Regions from separate parts of the Mus musculus genome. Here region 1 is linked to region 2. Evidence: chromatin contacts called from public Hi-C data. All regions are on one chromosome and are shown on one strand. Each heading gives the region's core, a stretch centred on a gene start, on an enhancer-like site or on the middle of the called end of the contact. The rest is flanking DNA. Distances are from core to core; before and after follow the strand shown. Region 1 has its middle 17 kb from the start of Gm30761. Region 2 overlaps Med27 (mediator complex subunit 27).

Region 1 (4,534 bases), core at 1,208-3,707, 95 kb after region 2:
AGAAATCCTTCACCCTGCCCCCAATTGGCCCCTAGCCAGAGCTAAATGGCACTCAGAATTGGAGAGAGAGAATGGGTACCCTTGCCCATAGGGCACCTGTGCCAGGTGGGGTCCATACCCAGGCACGGGGTGCCAGCATCCTCTTTTGACTCCTGTCACTCTGTCTGAGATACACCTGACAACTCAGGTTGGACAGAAATCCACATAGTTTTCCTAGCCAGAGGAAAGAGGACTGGGCTGGTCGGAGATAGGGAAGGTTTAAGCAGAAGTCAGCAGCTGGAGGTGGGAGTAAAGTCCACAAGGACAGAAGGAACTTCATGTGTAAAGGCCCTGGGGTGAGAGCTAAGGCATAGGAGATTCCGGGAACAAGACTAGAGTGGCTGGAGGTGGAGGCATCCTGAGATGGGCCTGGAAGGGCAGGCAGGCCAGTCTCTTACGTAGTATGGAGAGGACTACTAGACCCAGGAATGGGTGGTGTTCACCGGGGATCTATAGAGGTGTGGGTGGGCACAGAGGTGACTTAGCTGGTAAAGACAAATACTACTGAGATGGATGACCTGAGTTCAATCCCCAGCCCCACATGGTGGAAGGAGAGAAGTGACTACCACAAGTTGTCCTCTGACCTCCACACACATACCCCCACATATGCACACACATTCATAGACATTCACACACACACACACACACACACACACACACACATACATACATACATACATACAAATCAATGATGAAAATAAAATTTTGAAAGAAGAGGCCCAGGTTGACAGCTGTTCTGCTATGGGTTCTGGGGTACAGGTTCAGTCCCCACTTCCTTTGTGGACAGCTTTGATCTGTGCAGTCCCAAGGCACCTCTAACTGGCATTCCCTTTAGATATTTTGCTCATGGTCTCCTTACGTAGACCCTGGTAAATAAAGGCAGGATGAGTCTGTCTGTGCCTCTGCTCCGTATTTGTCTGCTTTACTATGGTCACATGCCTACAGCCTGTGTGTCACTCACTCTTGTCTAGAACCAGGAGGACCATGACCTTCTCAGTCTCCTTCAAAGCCAAAATTACGAAGGTAAGAGTGGAAGGAAGCCTTATCAGCTTCCAATGTTCTGTTCCAGGCCCTGTAACATCCTAGCCATTGTCCACATGTCACCTTAGATTCCAGAACTAGCAGAGCCTCATAGGACAGACAGACCAGCACCAGCTGACAGTGATTGTTCGAAAGGAAGAGGACACACCTTGCAACAGGGATGTCCACCTCCAGAGCTCCAGCTTGTCCCCTCGGGCAATAAGGACTTTCTCAGAGTACCCTATAGACCTGAGGCAGGCACATTTAAAATATATATATATATTTATTTTCTGATTTTCATTTATGTGTCTGTGTGAGCACAAGTGTGTGTTGAAATCAAGAGAGGACGCCAGATGCCCTGGAACTGGGAACTGAACTTGAGTCCTCTGCAAGAGCAGTGTGTGTGCTCTGAATGGCTGAGTCAGCACACCTCTTGCGCCCCTCCCCCGGGTGCAGTGGGGGGAAGGGGTACCTCTCCCAATTCTACTTGAATCTAAAGTTTGAATCCTCACATCAGTTCCCTGAAGATGGACCTGAGACCCTTCATCTGCACTTTGCAGTGTGCACACACTAGTGAACATTTTGCAGTGTGCACACTCTGGGGGACAGCTTCTCCCTGCTTTCACCACCACAGGCCTCTTTAGCTAGCACGCTGGATGTATCAGGATGGTGGCCAAACCAAGCTGCTGAAGCCCCTGGAGCCAAGGCTTTTACTATAAAAACTACAACCCAGCACTCACCTCTTGAGTAGCTCTGCCCTAGGCACCCACATGGACAGTTCTCCCTACACTTAAAGGGGTTTTCTAACTCAGCTCAAATCAGCCTTAGGGTGGCTACCCACAGGAAATATACATTGTCTCTGTCACCAGAAGCAATGGTGCCCCAGCTTCCACCCCTTGGCCTCAGCAGCTTGTTCGGGCCCCAAGCAACCCCTGGACATTAGCAAGGCTAACTGGCTGAGGGGCACAAAGGAGACTGAGAATCCAGTGTGTGACCAGTCCTGGGGACGACCTAGGCTGTCCATACTCCCTGCCCCCACACCCAGTTACATCAAGCCTAAAGTCCAAGGTCTCTCCAGGGTGTCGAGTACCAAAACTCAAATCGACGCAAAGGGTGAATGAGATCTCCACTTCCTGTCCTGTACAGCCTTCTACTCATGAGGCGTGCTCAGCTATGTATCGGGGGCGTGTCTCCTTGCAGCTTGCTGCCTCCTGGTCCTTTCTGTCCACACAACTTGAAATTCTCTCCAAGGCAGGATCTACAAGGGCAGCCAAGAGGCCTCCTTCCACAGAGGCAAACAACGCTCACCAGGACTAGCTGTTCGGCAGAGTCACACAAAGCTAGTCGGGTTTTTTTAATTGGCCAGAGGCCTAGAAACCGACTGGCTCTGAGAGAACTGACAGATGGGATCCTATATGAAGTGACTGAGTCACTCAGCTCAGAAAGCGAAGAGCTTATTAGTCAGTGTCTCAAAGGGCTGCAACTTCACCGGAAGCCTTCGGGCCCAGCCAGCTGGGACTGCCTCACCTCCTTGACTGGCACTAACTTTGCCAGAGGATCCACAAGCCCAGGTATGGAAGCTGAGTTCCCACAGGCCTGCCTTGTTCCTGAGGTCCGGGCTTGCAGGGGACTCAAGGGGTTCCTGTTTGTTTACTCACAGGCTAGACCAAGCCAGCAGCTCTCCCAGCGCCATCTTTGAAGTCCTACCTGGGTCTGAGCTTGAAGTGGTGTGACCCAGGAGGCTCCACATCCTAGGGACCCCGGACCATAGTAGCTTGGGATGTGGAATCTGGCCAACTGTTCATCAGGGCAGTCTATTCCTTGTTGACCAAGAACCACTTGCCAGGTTGTCTGTCTTCCCTACCCTATTTCTCCCATAACCTGCCAGAGGGTTACCTGAACTTGACTACACACACACACACACACACACACACACCGACACACACACACCGACACACACACACACACACACATGTTATCTTCTAAAAGCTTAGGCCAAAGCCACAGAAAAGAGCCAGATGTTCTGTCAGGGTTCCCAAAGAGACAGAGCCCTAGATCACCTGGAATGATCTCTAACTTGGCCAACACCTGCTCAGCACCCACATCCCCAGCACTGCACGGGTGATGCACAGGTGCCCTTGGTGATGCTGGGACAGACCAGCAGAAGAGGTCCCTGCACCCATGGGGCTGACAACTGCCCTTTTTTTACATGTTTGCAAAAGAATGTGCCTGTGTGCTAGAGAGTTGGCTCTGCAGTTAAGAGCATGCAGACTCCTCTCGTCAAAGACTCAGGTTCAGGCCCCAGTGCCTGACAACTGCCTGTAACTCCAATTGCAGAGACCTTCCAGGATACCTGGAGTCATGTGCACACACACACATGCATATAATTTAAAAACACATCTTTGAAAGCTAACTACAAAGAAACTGAGCATACATACACCACCACCACCACCATAGGTTGAAGGTCAGCCTGGCCATACATTGTGCACAGGGAACAGGAGGAAGGCTTCCACCTACTCAGAGGATCCCACCCTGCCCTCAGGACTTCATAGCCTGTGCCCTTTATGGTCACTGTCCCCTACGGCCACTTTACGCACTTGAAAGCTTTAGACTGTTTTTCTTCAGAGACCGAGGGACCATATATCCCCATCTCCATTTTTGTTCATGCTACAGAGGCCAAGCAGGGTCCAAACATCAAATAAGCCCTGAGCCCCGAACTACACCTGCTGCAGAATAAAGAATCAGAAGGGGAGGGGCTCCCACCCCTGCTGGGTGGGGGGAGAGCAAGGATGGCTCTCTGATCCCTCATTGGTCAAGTTCCCAGAAAGCATTGCATCCGAGTTCCCCTTCTCCCGGAGCGTTTTTTTGGCCGCCTGCAGGCCTGCTCCTCTGTCCACCGGCCTCTCCCCGAGGAAGCCCCTGGTGTCCCCAAGCGGAGCGCCTGATGTAAGCTCCCATCTTCCCACCAGCAGCGGATCCATTCAGGTCAGCCCAGGCAGCAGGCCAGGCAGAGGGTCACTGCTAACTATATGCTAATGAGAGCTGAGGCCAATCAATCCGCCCTTAATCAGGCAACCACTGTGCACAGCAGGTGTGTCCAACCCTGGCCTAGGGGGAGGGTGAGCAAGAGTGGGGTGCAAAGGGGAGAGGAATAGAGAAAAGGAAAGGGAGGGAGAGAAAGGAGGAGGAAAGGCAGTTGAGGAGAAGGGAGGGAGGGAGTACAGGGGACCCATGGTCTCAGTCCCTTAGGTACAGCCTCGCTTGCCTTGACTGGCTGTCCCCAAGGTCCCCAAGGACCACTGGCTGCAGACTGAAAGAACCAACGGAAAAGAGAAAAGAAAAAAAGGTGTGGGGCGGGGGTGGGGGGTATCATCTTTCTAATCAACTCTCAAAGCTGCAACAGCTAATGAATTCTTTGGAAACCCCAGGGCATGTCTGCACAGAGAGAAGCCAGACTTCCTTCCTCCCCAACCCC
Region 2 (4,533 bases), core at 25-2,524:
TCAGTGAAGAGCTTAGGAAAACTCAGCAACTGTCCATATTTACAAAAGCCTTTGTTTGACTTTGGGAGAAGTAGCTGAGTAGCGTTCTGCCAATCTGATATGATATGGCTACATGGAGACACTGGCCAGCCTGCAGAAATTACCTGCAGACCACCTCTTGGAGATGCTGTCAGTGGGTCACTAGGCAGGGCAACTTATGGGGTGCTAGTGGTCTTCAGTACTCCTGTGAAGGCCATTTAAAGAAACAAGAATCCTGGAGAGTTGGCTCAGTGGTTAAGAGCACTGACTGCTCTTCTGAAGGTCCTGAGTTCAAATCCCAGCAACCACATGGTGGCTCACAACCATCTGTAATGAGATCTGATGCCCTCTTATGGAGTGTCTGAAGTCAGCTACAGTGTACTTATGTATAATAACAAATAAATCTTTTTAAGAAAGAAAGCAAGGAAGAAAGAAAGAAAGGAAGGAAGGAAAGAAGAGAGAGAGAGAGAGAGAGAGAGAGAGGAAGGAAGGAAGGAAGGAAGGAAGGAAGGAAGCAAAGCAAAGCAAAGCAAAGCAAAGCAAAGCAAAGCAAAGCAAAGCAAAGCAAAGCAAAGCAAAGCTTAGGGCCCAGGTGTGTGTTATGTCTAGGAGTGCAGGTAGGGAGGGTGGTTTCTGCTGCCAGAGTCACTCTGCAGTCCCATCCTCGGAAGCCATTGGAAACCTGGGGAGAGAAGAGTGCCTGCTTTTCTCTGCACAAGCTCATCTCCTAAACCACTGAGTGCCTGGTCTTCATTAAGGATGGGGCAGAGAAACAAACTTAAATGTTAACTTTCTGCCTGAAAATACTCACACCTTGATCTGAACCTGTGGTTTCTAGAAGTTTGTGTTCCTAGGCCTTGTAGCTGTGTTGGAGTAAAGGAAACCCAGCCTCTTCTCCATGTTTGAAAGGCTCCTGTAATGTAAATAGGAACAGCAAGCCTTCCAAGTTATTACCCTGTTAGCAGGTTGACAGATATGTGCAAATTGTGACTCACTGCTCAATTTGGCTCCAAATTAATGTCTTTCCGTGCGGGCCGCACAGGCCGCGTCTGCTCAAGTGTAAACTCGTCACCGCTGCGGTGTGCTGCTTGTTTGCCTCCACTCTAAAGGTAAAAATTAAAGTAATTTGATTCTGCCACTAGTGGAGTGTGACATATGGTGGTAGTGTGGGAGGAGAGCAAGTCGTTCCTACCTGTCCTTAGCCCGGCTCTGTAAGCGTGGTGCTGGCGTACTCTGCGAGCACAGTACAGACACGAGCAGCACCCGCTGTCTTGGGAGGCAGCATTCTAGAAGCATTGCCAAAGACCACCCCACACATACCAGCCCCCACTCTCTGCAGAAAGAAAGCCATTTTTGTCTCCAGACTTTTAATCTGGTGTGGCAAGCCTCCCTGGTTTCTGTCAAGTTACTAGTGGCTCATTTGTATCTCTAAGGCTGGGTCTATTTAAAAATGAAATGTTTTGATTTCTGCATCTAAAATCTAGACGCTGTTTTCCTCAGCTAAAGGTGCAGCTGACTTTCTTTGGTCTCTTTTTGGCAAATGCATAATGTCACCTGTAACAAAGGAATCTGTATCTCCTTTATGTTAGGCCTAAGAAGAAAAACAGCCTCCTTAAAATTCATTTCTGCTCAATGGAATTTTCAAATGAGCTTGCTGAGCCTTATCTAAGATCACAGGCAGGTGGGTGGGCAGGGAGGAAACCACTGAAAACCCACCCACCCTGGGCTTCTTAACTGTGCTGTGCCTGTGGCAGCTACCTTTCTTAGGAACTATCTTTTCTCTGCCACAACCTTCCCTTCCAAGTAAGAGTCCCTAAATGACCAGGGATGCCCACTGCAACTCTGGATGCAATGAACAAAATCTGGACCAGGTGGCTGGCTTGGAATTCTAGGAAAGTAGAGTGAGGTTGCCTCCAAGTTTGTATGTGGCCCAGGATAACCCCACTGTTCGGGTCTTCCAGCCTGCTAAGGAGCCTGATTTTCCAGGTGGTATGCTGAAGGTTTCAAGGTGAAGGATACAAGACATCAGGTTATGATGGTCTTTGTGCTGAACTTGTGCATATTCATCCAGCTCCCTTCCAGAGCTATGATGGCTATTGATTAAAGACTATGCACAAGACACTGCCTGCCCCTCACATTAGCATATACTTAGCAGTGACCTCCATTCACACTGGACAGAAGCTGTTTGCTTCTGCTGAGTCTGAAGAAATGGGTTGAAAGCACACATATAGATTGGGGAAGTATCTGAAGGTGAGCATGAGCATCGCCAGCCCCTGAGTTGGCATGGTTTTGTCATGCAACTTCTGTTGGTTCAGTAGACACTGGACAGTACCATGCTTGCGCCTCCCTCTCTTCCAGTCACCTCTGCAATTAAGTTATGCTTAGATGCCATGAGGCTGTGAGTCAGGGAATCACCAAAGATCCCCTGACTGTTTCCCTGTCACCTAGGAATGACACTTGTGAAGCTGTTACTTCTTAGTAGGGTGGGGCCTTGAAGAAATGCTTGGAGCAACTTCAGCTCTTAATAGCAAGACTCACATGATGGTCGAAGTCCTCTTGAGAAGGGAAGCTGGCTGCTGCTGTGGCCCTGTGGAATCTGTGGGCTACTTGTAGTCCACCAGAATCCCTGACACCACCTTCCACAGGAGCACCCCAGCCAGCACCACCTCTTTTCATGCCCACCTGCCCACTGCCCTTGTTTGTTATCAGGCCTTTGCAGCCTCTCCTGCCCTCCTCCAACATGAAAACCAACCCAACAGGACAGTCCTGAGAACCGCCTTCTGACTTCCTTGGCACTTTTTACCAGATAGCCTTCTTCTGCACTCCCTCTCATGAGCCTCAGGTTTCCAACTGGAATTTCATATCACGTGATCAAGGAGCCCATCTCTGCTTTCCCCCAGAAACTATACCTTAACATGTCCCTGATGTAGAGAGTGTATGATTAAGTTTCCTACCCATTAATAGCTTTTTGGGGGTCTTGGCTGCTGAGTTGGACGCACCTTTTGTGTTGGTGTGGGTAGACAGTGAACTGGCAGGGTGTCCTATGTAGGGAGCAAAGCCAGCTCTGTGTGTGCTGTGAGCTGGCATGTTCCCAGTGAGCCTCCACTGCAGGGCAGGAGGGCTCTTGGGACCACCTGTCAGCATGCATGGCATCTGTGAGTCCTTAATAAGTACCCAACACCATGCCTCATGCTTAATGCCAGTGGTCTCAGTGAGTATTAAGCTCCGAGAGATGCAGACTCCACGGTCAGGGGAGGGATGAAAATGGAGCTGCTAGCTCACCTGATGTATTTGACTATGCTAAGAAAAGTTTTAGAGTCAGGAATTTAAGAATAAAGTGGGAATAGGGACAGAGAGGCTGAGCAAATAAAAGCCAAACAGAAATCCACGAAAACGGAAAGCTCCACTATTGGATGGGTTTGACTAGAGAAGGCACAGCCAAAGCACAGGCCGACAGTGTGCCTACAGTGCTTACAGTGGAGTCCTGTAGACATACATAGCCCAATGGAAAATTAGGGTGCATTCAGGCACTTTATTTACAGTATAAATATAATCACGTAAAACAGAGCCCCTCTGCAAAGGGTCATGGGAGGAAAAAGGAGATGTTTTCATGAGGGACCTTGTGATCTTGTCTTCTTCAAAAGGTGTCACACCAACTAAAAGTTGGTTATTAAGTATGAAGTGAAGTCTTCCAGCCTCCGACAGAACTCCAGTTCATACTTGTATACTTCTTCCACAACCAGGTATGTCGATGACGTGATCAGCCGCATTGACAGAATGTTTCCAGAGATGTCCATTCACTTATCGAGACCCAATGGGACTTCAGCAATGCTTCTGGTAAGACCTGCTTGCCTGTTTGTGGGGACGTGTGGAGGAATAACCTGTCTTCAAATTCAGCTCCCTTTGTAAGCAGAGGAGATGGCACAGTCAGTAAAGTGCCTCACTCAGGTTGAATCCCTAGGCTCATGTGCACAGCCCAAAGCTGTGTGTGGTAACTGTAAGCCCAGTGCTGGACAATGGAGGCAGGAGGGCCCTGCAGCATGCTGGCATGGTGGCCCAGCTGAATGGGTGACAAACCTTGTCTGAAAAAAGATAAGGTGGGGGGTGACAGCTGGCTTCCACCTCTGGTCCCCACATACCAACCTATATGGTTTCTCATTCTGAGGCTCACTGGGAGCATGCCAGTCCACTGCACACACAGAGCTGGCTCTGCTCCCTACATAGGACACCCTGCCAGTTCACTGTCTACCCACACCAACATAACCATAAAATCATAAAATTGCCTTTGTTGCTACTTCATAACCATAGTTTTGCTACTGTTTTACATTGTAAGGTAAATATCTGTTTTTGATGGGATGGAGACCCACAGGATAGAGCCATTGCTCTAGCATAGACACTACACTCTGTGTCTATGTGCTTTTGAGCACATTGCAGTCCCAGGTAAGAGTTAGAGAGAGGTACTATAAGCTGCTTGACCTCGAGTCAGACCACATGACAGCCTCCCCAGCAGCATTG

What was found. Hi-C and Micro-C count contacts between places; a contact is called where the count stands out from the background.
Region 1: a contact with region 2 is called in a Hi-C map of cerebral cortex, with 4 times the contacts expected there. The contact joins two enhancer-like sites. A contact is called at or near these places in 1 of 39 promoter capture datasets (hippocampal neurons), 1 of 15 datasets of contacts at CTCF or cohesin (CD8 T cells), 6 of 484 Hi-C or Micro-C datasets (the HL-1 cell line, cerebellar granule neurons, cerebral cortex and 2 more), 3 of 115 datasets of contacts at active chromatin or transcription factors (all in embryonic stem cells) and 1 of 9 other capture datasets (embryonic stem cells).

The regions. Positions count from the first base shown.
Region 1 is chr2:29,561,719-29,566,252 of GRCm38.p6, forward strand. No RefSeq gene overlaps it. Among named protein-coding and RNA genes, the nearest start is that of Gm30761, 17 kb to the left of the region's middle. Within about 2 kb of position 2,458, at least 30 of the 459 cell types and tissues checked have an H3K27ac peak or open chromatin away from gene starts, as enhancers often do. A contact at or near this core is called in cerebral cortex, where this site is marked.
Region 2 is chr2:29,467,532-29,472,064 of GRCm38.p6, forward strand. Med27 (mediator complex subunit 27) reads left to right here. Exons shown (of 8, transcript NM_026896.5): 4 at 3,762-3,855. Among named protein-coding and RNA genes, the nearest start is that of Mir133c, 5.5 kb to the right of the region's middle. Within about 2 kb of position 1,275, at least 29 of the 459 cell types and tissues checked have an H3K27ac peak or open chromatin away from gene starts, as enhancers often do. A contact at or near this core is called in cerebral cortex, where this site is marked.